Regions from separate parts of the Mus musculus genome. Here regions 2 and 3 are each linked to region 1. A link is a contact called in public HiChIP or PLAC-seq data. All regions are on one chromosome and are shown on one strand. The core of a region is the stretch at or near the end of the contact, and the rest is flanking DNA. Distances in the headings are between cores, read along the strand shown. Region 1 overlaps Kcnq1 (potassium voltage-gated channel, subfamily Q, member 1). Region 2 has its middle 3.8 kb from the start of Tnfrsf26. Region 3 holds the start of Nap1l4 (nucleosome assembly protein 1-like 4).

Evidence for each region. HiChIP or PLAC-seq counts read pairs in DNA pulled down with a chosen protein or histone mark.
Region 2: a contact with region 1 is called in a FOXA1 HiChIP or PLAC-seq map of pancreatic cancer cells. The contact joins two enhancer-like sites. A contact is called at or near these places in 1 of 39 promoter capture datasets (hippocampal neurons) and 1 of 115 datasets of contacts at active chromatin or transcription factors (pancreatic cancer cells).
Region 3: an H3K27ac HiChIP or PLAC-seq map of embryonic stem cells shows a contact between it and region 1, with 3 times the contacts expected there. The contact joins the promoter of Nap1l4 here to the enhancer-like site in region 1. A contact is called at or near these places in 5 of 39 promoter capture datasets (the 3T3-L1 cell line, cranial neural crest, embryonic stem cells and 2 more), 7 of 115 datasets of contacts at active chromatin or transcription factors (T-cell acute lymphoblastic leukemia, embryonic basal ganglia, embryonic stem cells and 1 more) and 4 of 9 other capture datasets (adipose tissue, embryonic stem cells, liver and 1 more).

Annotation. Positions count from the first base shown.
Region 1 is chr7:143,123,067-143,126,001 of GRCm38.p6, forward strand. The region is part of intron 1 of Kcnq1 (potassium voltage-gated channel, subfamily Q, member 1); the gene reads left to right. Among named protein-coding and RNA genes, the nearest start is that of Gm28821, 16 kb to the right of the region's middle. Within about 2 kb of position 1,450, at least 76 of the 459 cell types and tissues checked have an H3K27ac peak or open chromatin away from gene starts, as enhancers often do. A contact at or near this core is called in embryonic stem cells and pancreatic cancer cells, where this site is marked.
Region 2 is chr7:143,630,179-143,633,113 of GRCm38.p6, forward strand. No RefSeq gene overlaps it. Among named protein-coding and RNA genes, the nearest start is that of Tnfrsf26, 3.8 kb to the left of the region's middle. Within about 2 kb of position 1,528, at least 38 of the 459 cell types and tissues checked have an H3K27ac peak or open chromatin away from gene starts, as enhancers often do. A contact at or near this core is called in pancreatic cancer cells, where this site is marked.
Region 3 is chr7:143,547,630-143,550,564 of GRCm38.p6, forward strand. Nap1l4 (nucleosome assembly protein 1-like 4) reads right to left here and starts at 1,491. Exons shown (of 16, transcript NM_008672.3): 1 at 1,413-1,491.

The DNA of each region.
Region 1 (2,935 bases), core at 200-2,699:
AAAAAAAAAAAAAAAAACAAAAAAAACAAAACAAAACAAAAACAAAACCCAAAACAAAAACAAACAGAGGTATTTCTGTATTTTGGATAATTAACAGCTCACCATTAAAAAAAAAAAAAAAAGCTAATAAGACACCTGCCCCACCCCCATGGTGGTGGGGAGTGTTTCCTGATATTTTAGGTGGAAAACTCTTGACTGAATGAGCTTTGATCCTTGAGAGGTGTTGGGGTAGGGATAGATAGATGCTTGAAGGAGGGGTCCCATAGGCTCCTGGCCCCAAAGCACTGTCTCTCTTTGGGCTCTGGGCCTGAGTCCTAGGTCCTATCCTTAGGGAAGTCTGGGGTTAGCATGATGTGCGTGGGCAGAGCTGTGGTCTGAAGAAAGCCAGCTTTTCTTTGGGACTAACTAGTACATGCTTCATACCAGGAGGACCAAGTGATCTCTGGGGATCTGGAAGCCTGGGGGCAGTTGAGGAACAGCCTAGGCAGGGTGGGGCAGGTAGCTCACAAGTAGGCTTGAAACTAAAGGGCAGGTACCATTCTAAAGGCTTGCCCAGAGATACAGGGTTTGGGACCCCACCTCTTACCTTCTCTTTGTCACAAGGGACAGAAAGAGCAGTGCACCCTCCCAGGCAGTGATAGGATCGCTTTATCCAGAGGCTTCAAAGGAAAGAAAGTGTTCTGAACCTAAATACTAGACTTGTGCTGTTGTGTGGCCCTCTCCTGAGTGGCCAGCCAGGGTCACAAGTCCCTCATCTGGATAGAAGGCCTGAGGTTCCCTGTGCAGCCAAATGCTGCTCTCTGCCCAGCATGTAGCAGGCCATCTGAGGGTATGAGCCATAAGGGACTTTGGCCCCCACCAGGGCCCCTTGCCTCTATGGCTTGTCTTAGTGAGGGACCCAGGGCAGTGGCAGAAGCTGTGGCCTTAGGGCCTACTGGGTGGCCCTTTGTCTGATACAGCTTGGGTAGCTTTGTGCAGCCCCACCCTGTCCCCACTCACTGCTCAGGAGAGTACATTGCACAAGCACCTGTTTTGGGCAGACTGCTGCCCCGGTGGCTTGTCCAGCTAAGACTAAAGCAGGTTTTCTTCACAACCCAGGGAGCCTCATCCTCTGTGGGTGACCTCAGCAGAGCCGGGCTCAAGCCAGAGGCATTTCCCTACACTGGGGAAACTGGCCAGGCCTGTGTGAGGATGAGGGAGTGGATTCTACTAGCCTCTCTTCCAGGACAGGGCAGCCCTGTGTTTCCCAGAGCTTCAGGTGAATGCAGGGTAGCCTAGAGCCTCTCACTGGTCTGCTTTGCATCCTGATGCTGGCTGGGTAGGCTGGGACCACGCCATGGCTGGTCACACCCCTGAAAATAGGGCTGGCAGCATTCCTGAGAGCCTGCAGGGAGCTGGGCTCTACCAGATGGCTCCAGATCGTGACCTGCTGGCTGTAACCTGATCCACCCCCTCCCCTGGAGCTCTGCAGCTACTGGGTTGGGCCACCTCTTTGGAAAGTCAGACCCTCTTGGGGAAGTGCAGAGGCTGAACGGAAGAAAGCCTGATGGAACCTGCCCACTTATAGCTGGCCCAGGGGGACTCGAATCTTTCTGGAGCCTCTTGCTTAAGGCATGTCAATTCACAGCGTGGCGGCCGGCCGTGGTTGCTGGAGGCCACACAGACAAGCTCAGGCCCAGATGTCCCATTTTATAGCTGTCAAGACTGAGGTCCAGAGTAGAAGCCTTCAAAGAAGAGGTGACTCTTTGTCGAGGGTTCTGCTTTCGTGGGTATTGTGTCCATGTGGAGGTGGTTGATTCCCCTGCCTAGGCCAGAGAGGTCTCCTCTCGGCAGGAAAGTCTGGGGGCTCAGAAGCAGAATGTGGTGATGGGCCTGAAATCAGGGTAAGAGTGAGGGCCTGGCTAGGGTTACCATGGAGACAGCGGCAGGCTTTCTGCTGTCATCCCTAGCTGGTCCTGGAGTGTGAACAGGTGGCAGCTGGCCCTTCTACCTGGCCTGGGAATATCTGGGCTGGGTCACCTTCCCCCAGGAGAAACTACCCCTATGGATCTAGAGCTCCTTCGGTGAGCATGGGGCCAGCAGCCCGCTGGGTTGTGAGAATGCTGGCCAGTATCATTTCAGGCCAGGTAGCAGAGGGGCTGGGCTCTGTGCCTAGCAGTTACTTAGCCTCTGTGGAACTCAGCTATTAATGGGATCTGGCTTCATGATGGTCTAGTTCATAGAGGCAGCTTCTTCACTGCCAAATGGTGACATTGTCTATTGTGATGAGAGTCCAGTGTGGAGTTATGCACCCATCCCTGGTAGAAACCAATAACAGCCCTCCCCACTGTGACCATAAAACGTGGTAGATGAGACTCCAGCACTACTGGGTGAAGTTGCTTCTGGAGCCCCTGTCCATGGGGCACTCATGGGAAGATTTAAAAGTGAATACAGGAGCCAAGATCCATGGCAGTTAGAAGCACTTGCTGCACAAGCCTGATGACTGAGTTTGATCCCTGGGACCCACGTAAGGGAGAAAGAGAGAACCACACGGTTGGAAGCATAGGCTAGCCCTGTGGACAGCAGAGCTGGGATTAGCAGTCCCCACTAAGGATCTGATTACAGGACAGGATCCATTCAACTTCATACATGCTAGTCAGCCTGCTTCCTCATCCATATTGTGTTTCTCTCTCTCTCTCTCTCTCTCTCTCTCTCTCTCTCTCTCTCTCTGTGTGTGTGTGTGTGTGTGTGTGCACACGTGCGCACATCCTCACTTTCAGGTACAGACCTGTGGGGTGCAGAGCCCCCAGAAAGGTCTGTGTATATTGGGATCAGCTACCTGCACTTGGGCAAAGGCCACAGCTCAGCTGCTTTGTAAGCTGAGCTGGTTCCTGACCTCTCTCCTCATTAGATCCTGATTTGGAGGATAGAGGGCTGTGTTGAGAGTTTCTGGCTC
Region 2 (2,935 bases), core at 278-2,777, 510 kb after region 1:
TAGTATAGAGTTTATTCAGGGCATGGGGATGGGAGATGAGAGGGTAGTAGAGACAGAGAAAGGGGGAGGGGGGCTGGCAATGAGTATGTGGAGAGAGATGGGAAGAGGAATGGGGAGAGAGCAGGGAAGGGGCAAGAGAACAGAGAAGGAGCAAGAAGGAAAGAGCAAGAGAGAGTGGAGGGGGCAAGCAGCCCCTTTTATAATGAGTCAGGCATACCTGGCCATTGCTAAGTAACTGTGGGGTAGAGCTTAGACAAAATGCTAACATTCCCCCATTTTGATTTAATTAAAAAGAAAAAATTAGAAAGAGGTGATGGTGGAGCAGGAATAGGGTTGTTGTGATCTTTATCTACTTCCTGCTGATTTTGGGGCCATGTATCTCTAGGAAACCTAGGAAAGAGGGTATGGGAATGTTGGTTCAGTCTTAGGAGAATTGACTTTTTCCTTGCTGTCCAGGGTCTGTGGACTGTCTGTGGATAGATCAGAAGAAACAAGTCTAGTAGAAGGATCTGTGTCTGTGAGAGGAGATTGGAGCATCTGGAAGTTGCTTCTCTAGAGCTGTCCTAGATGTAGTAAGCACCTGGACTTGACAAGATGCTGAAGCACGCACACACACACACACACACACACACACACACTATAGGTAGAGAAAAAGATTACGTATGTTTGGGAAAAAGAGATTTTTTTTTCTTAGATGTACATTGAAACCCAGAGGAATCCCACCCTCTAGAATAGGTAATAAGTGGGAACTTTAGGCTATTGATTAGCAGATGTACTTATCTGGATGGAGTCTATTTGGTCCATGAGAGATAGAACTGCGTGGTTTTCCTGTAGCTTATAAGTTTACAAAAGAAATAACAACATGAGCTAACAACATGAAGAATCCTTAAGAAGAGCCATTTTTGGAGCAGAAGGATCAAGGGTCTTTTCCTCTTGTCTAGGAGACTGAATATACATCACTTTAAATTTAGTTAAAAGACAACCAAAGAAAACTTAAAATTTGAATTTGTGACTATTCAATTGGATTGTATAGTGGAGATATTTAATGTTAGGGCAGTGGTATAGCAAGGAGAGGAAATATGAGACATTTTGTCAATGGAAACAAAGTTTAGGTAAGGAAGTAACAGATTACATCTGTGAAAGCCTGTATCTGAACTTATATATCATTTATCATGAAGTCTGTAAGAAATCTGGCATCTTAGATAGTTAATGAATTTATTAATGAGTAAATATAGTTGTAGATTGCCTTAGGGTAAGGAGCTAGGTCTGTTTTCTAGCTGTCAAGCTACAGCTACGTTATCTGTCAATGTAGTCAGAAATGTGGGGATGAATAAATTATAATCTAGAAGTCACGTATTAATTAAAAATGACAGAGTTCATCTATAATCCACTACCTAAACAGTTCCCTGTGGTCTCATGGCGACTTGGGTAGAGTTAGTCTGGCTTTCAAGCCCAGAAGACAAAGAGCCTTTTCTCTGTGGAACAGATAACATGTGAAATGAGAAATGACTCACCTTGACTTAGGCAATATGAGTCAGTTGACTCTTAGGATATCCAGTCTTGTCCACAGTGTTTCTCAATGGTTATCATACCACAATCCAAACAGCCTCTTGTAGATGTGTCTATATCTTCTGAGACCTTGTTGGGTAAGCTGTTAGGCTTTGGGAGATTCTGTCTGTCATAAACTTAAAGATATTAATAATTGGCAACTTCTGACAAGATTGAGAGCTATATCAATTGGTCATATCTGAGTTAGAAAACTTGTTTTTGTTAAATTACTTGTTTGAGAATATATACACTAAATAGAGCATAGAGAAAAATGTATTTTGTATTAGCAGAGAATCACTTGCCTTCGAGCTGGTGTGGAGGACCAGAATGTAAGGGAGTAAGAGTGCTGGCAGCAGTGGCATGAGACTGTGCTAACAGAAAGTGAGTGTGTCCAGGTGGGTTCAGGCCTGTGACATGAACTGCCACCAGCTGGACCCAGTCGGAGTCTTTCCACCTGGGGAAGAAGGCAGGGTCCCCGTACTCAGGTGGGCAAGGAGTTGGCGAGTAACAAACAAACACGAACACAAGAGGGTGTTGGATCTGAATGTAATTTCTCAAAGCATCAGACTTACTTTACAGAAGAAAACAAGGAAGTTAGTTTCTTGGAAGACAGTCTTTCACAACTTGACACACAAACACATCACTATTAAGCCTCAATCCTTACTTTCTTATATATCCCCAAGATCTAAATAACTTTAAAAGTTCCAGTCTTTGAAAATTCTTACATATTAAAATTTCAATCCTTTTAAAATGTCCAATCTCTTTTAAAATCCAAAGTCTTTTTACAATTAGAAGTCTCTTAACTGTGGGCTCCACTAAAATACCTTCTTCCTTCAAGAGGGAAAAATATCAGGGCATAGTCACAATCAAAAGCAAAATCAAACTCCAACTGTTCAGCTGCCTGCACTCTACTGCTGCCTATACTCTACTGGTGGTCGCCTCATGGTATTGGCTTCTCCAAAACACTGGTGTCTTCTGCTGCAACTAGGCTTCACCAATAGCCTCTCATAGGCTCTATTCATTGTGCCAAGCCTCAATTTCTTTGCATGACCCCTTCAGTCCTGGGCCATCAACTGAGACTGAGGCTGTACTTTCACCAGTGAACTTCCACAGCCTCTCACAGTGCTGAGCCTCAGCTGCTTTCCATGACCCCTTCATTCCTTCAAAACCTGTACCACCTGGGTGACTCTTACATGTTACTAAGTCAAGCCGCAGCACGAGGTACAACCTTGGGTCTCTCTGGAACACAGCCTCACTAAAACGCTGAGGTTTGTGCTCTTGGAAAACACTTTCCAGAAGATTTCACCTAAGTAATGTTGGTGATATCTTCCTAATCACCACTAATTTCTTGGTTCCAGCTAACCAGAATCAATAGTATCAGTAATGC
Region 3 (2,935 bases), core at 241-2,740, 420 kb after region 1:
TTATTTTCACCAGCTATTCTATATTAACTGTGAAAAACAGTTCGGGATTTAAAGCTAAAACATCAAAATGTGTTTAAATGTTATGACACTGTGAACCAATATTGGTCAACTAAGGGGGGGGGTTGAGACCGACAACTGAGTTTTACAGCATCTACTTTAGTTAAAATGATACAGCTGTAGACTACCCGACAGGTGAACTATACTCTAGTCCTATCAAAGCCCTGCTTTCTCTGAATCTTACTGTTCATCTGAATATTTGTTTCAATACGTTATTTATTTAATAATAAACATTTATTATTAAAACTGAGCCAGATTAAATCTATTTGAATTTAGATGCAAGGTACCATCACACTTAACCTATCAGGGACTTAATTTGCAATACAGGTCGAATACTCCTATACCAAAAAAAAAAAAAAAAAAAGAAGAAGAAGAAAAGAAATCAGAACGTCCCAAAACCCACTTCTTTTCGAGCACATTTTGGATTTCCAGATTAGGTACGCTCATCTGTCAGACCTACAAATATTCCACAAACCGAACCACTTCAAAACCCAGGCGTTTCTTGCTAATGCACAGTCAGCCTGTTGCACCTACATCACGTACTATTGTGAATGAGTTAAGACACGTCAGGAGCTTAAAGGAGCCCCTGGTGTGTAGTAAGCGGAGATTAGTCACCGAGAGGAAGCAACTACTATGACAGGAAGGCGGCAGTAACTTAAAAGCATTTAACTTTTGGACCAAAAACTTAAACTTGAGTCTTTTTGCTGTGGAATATGCATATGCTCGTTACCGCAGCGCACGCGCCGGAAGCTACCGCGGAAATTCCTCCAAGAGGCAGCGAAGCAGAGTTGGAGGAAGTGCGGGCCAACTTGCCCCAAGGATACCCTCGGAAGAAGGGGTACTGCTGACGACCCTGAACCCGTTAGGGGCGCCCGGGTCTGAAGGCTCAGTGTGTGTCACTAGGCTGGCTCCGCCTCCACCGCAGGCTCAGAGAGTGAGGTCTGGCTCAGAGACCGGGGCACTGTGCGGAGAGCATGCAAAGCCCGGAAGGGCGAGGCGGCGGCCCAGTAGACCCCTTCCTTCCCAGGCGCGGTCTGAGACGAGGCGTACCCAGGCCCACCTCGCTGGGGAGGCCTTGTCCTCTCAAGGAACCGCCTGCGCCGCTTCGCGTGGGTTCTCGGGCGGCGGGAACAAAGCGCGCTGACCTTCAGCCGGGGGCGGGGCTGCACGGAGGAGGGACCGGCCCGCCATCCGCCGCCACCCGCCACCCGGACCTCTGACCCGGTCGCCGCCCGCCTCTGCTCGCCGCCATGGCGCGTCGGCCTGCCCGCGCCGCCCACTCCTCCCCGTCTCCGCCTCCTCCGCCCCAGTCCCTCGCCAGCCGCCCGCCGCGCCGTTACCCGCCAGCACCGCACCTCGCGCCTCCTGCGGCAGTGGCGCCTGTCCTAAGCTCGCTCCGGGGCTGCACCGCCGTGGTCGCCAACAAAACCACCTGCCATTGGCCGTATCGCCGGGCTCCACCCTCTGCGAGCAAAACGGGCGACGAATGGACAATAGAGCTGTTTATCAACTGCACCAGGCACTAGGAAAGGCGGTATCCAATCAAAATCTGTTGAGGGAGCACGGCGTCCAGCCTAAGCCCGCGAGCTATATGTAGTTAGAGTAGTGACGTGTGTTCCGGCGCACGCGCAGTTCGTGCTTCTTTAAAGGGGCTGCTGGGCGCGCGTGTAGGACTTTGGGCTTGTTACAACCTCTAGGGTTTGAGCTTCCTGGACCACATCGGCAACGCTCTTTCCAGATTACTTACAACTCCCTGCCTTCCCCCGGCCTGGGAAAAGCACCGCCTACTTCTCAAGGCCTTCTGACCCTCTGTCTACAGTGCCTGCCTGGCATGGGACTACCCTTCTGATAGAAAAGTTCAGCACATCTGTACTGGCTGGTTTTGTGTGTCAATTTGATACAAACTAGAGTTATCTGAAAGGAGGGAGCTTTGAGAAAATGCCTCCATAGGATCCAACTGTAAGGCATTTTCTCAATGATTGGTGGGAGAGGACCCAGCCCATTGTGGGTAGTACCACCCCTGGGCTTATTGGTGGTGTCTGTAAGAAAGCAAGCTGCACAAGCCAGTAAGCAGCACCCCTCCATGGCCTGTGCATCAGCTTCTGCCTCCAGGTTCCAGCCCTGCTTGAGTTCCTATCCTGACTTCCTTCAGTAATGAACAGCAATATAGACGTGTAAGCCAAATAAACCCTTTCCTCCCTAACTTGCTTTTTGGTCATGGTGTTTTCATTGAAGCAATAGACAACATCTGATAAGAATAAATAACTTGCTTGCAGATAATGTGTGTTTTCCTAACAAATTCTACGAACAGGGCAGTTGGAAACAAAGCTGGGTATGGTGCAACATGCATGCCTTCAATCCCAGTACTTCTGAGATAAGAGATACAGGTGACAGAATGAGCAGTTTGTCACTTCCAACTATGTAGCCAGTGTGGGGCCAGTCTGAGCAACATGCAACCCTGTCTGAAAAACAAAAACTTAAAATGAAGTGTGGTTACTGAAGGCCAGAAGGTCTACAGCATTGTTTTTCTGTATTACTTCTCTTTCATTCTTAAATTGGAACTATGTATAAACAGTTTCGCTTACAAAATTAAGGAAAGTAAATAAGCTCGTATGTTTTTACTTACATTTTTTTCTGACATACATTTTTTTTTCCTGACATTTTGATTGGTTAGTGGCTGGTTTTGCTTTTCCACGACAGGGTTTCTCTGTGTAGCCCTAGCTGTTCTGGAACTCGATCTGTAGACCAGGATGCCCTCAAACTCACAGAAATCCACCTGCCTCTGCCTCTCCGGTGCTGAGATTAAAGCCGTGCAGCAGCACCACCAGGTTTTTACTTCATTTTTATTTGGGGAGTGGATGTGGTTAAATCAGACAAG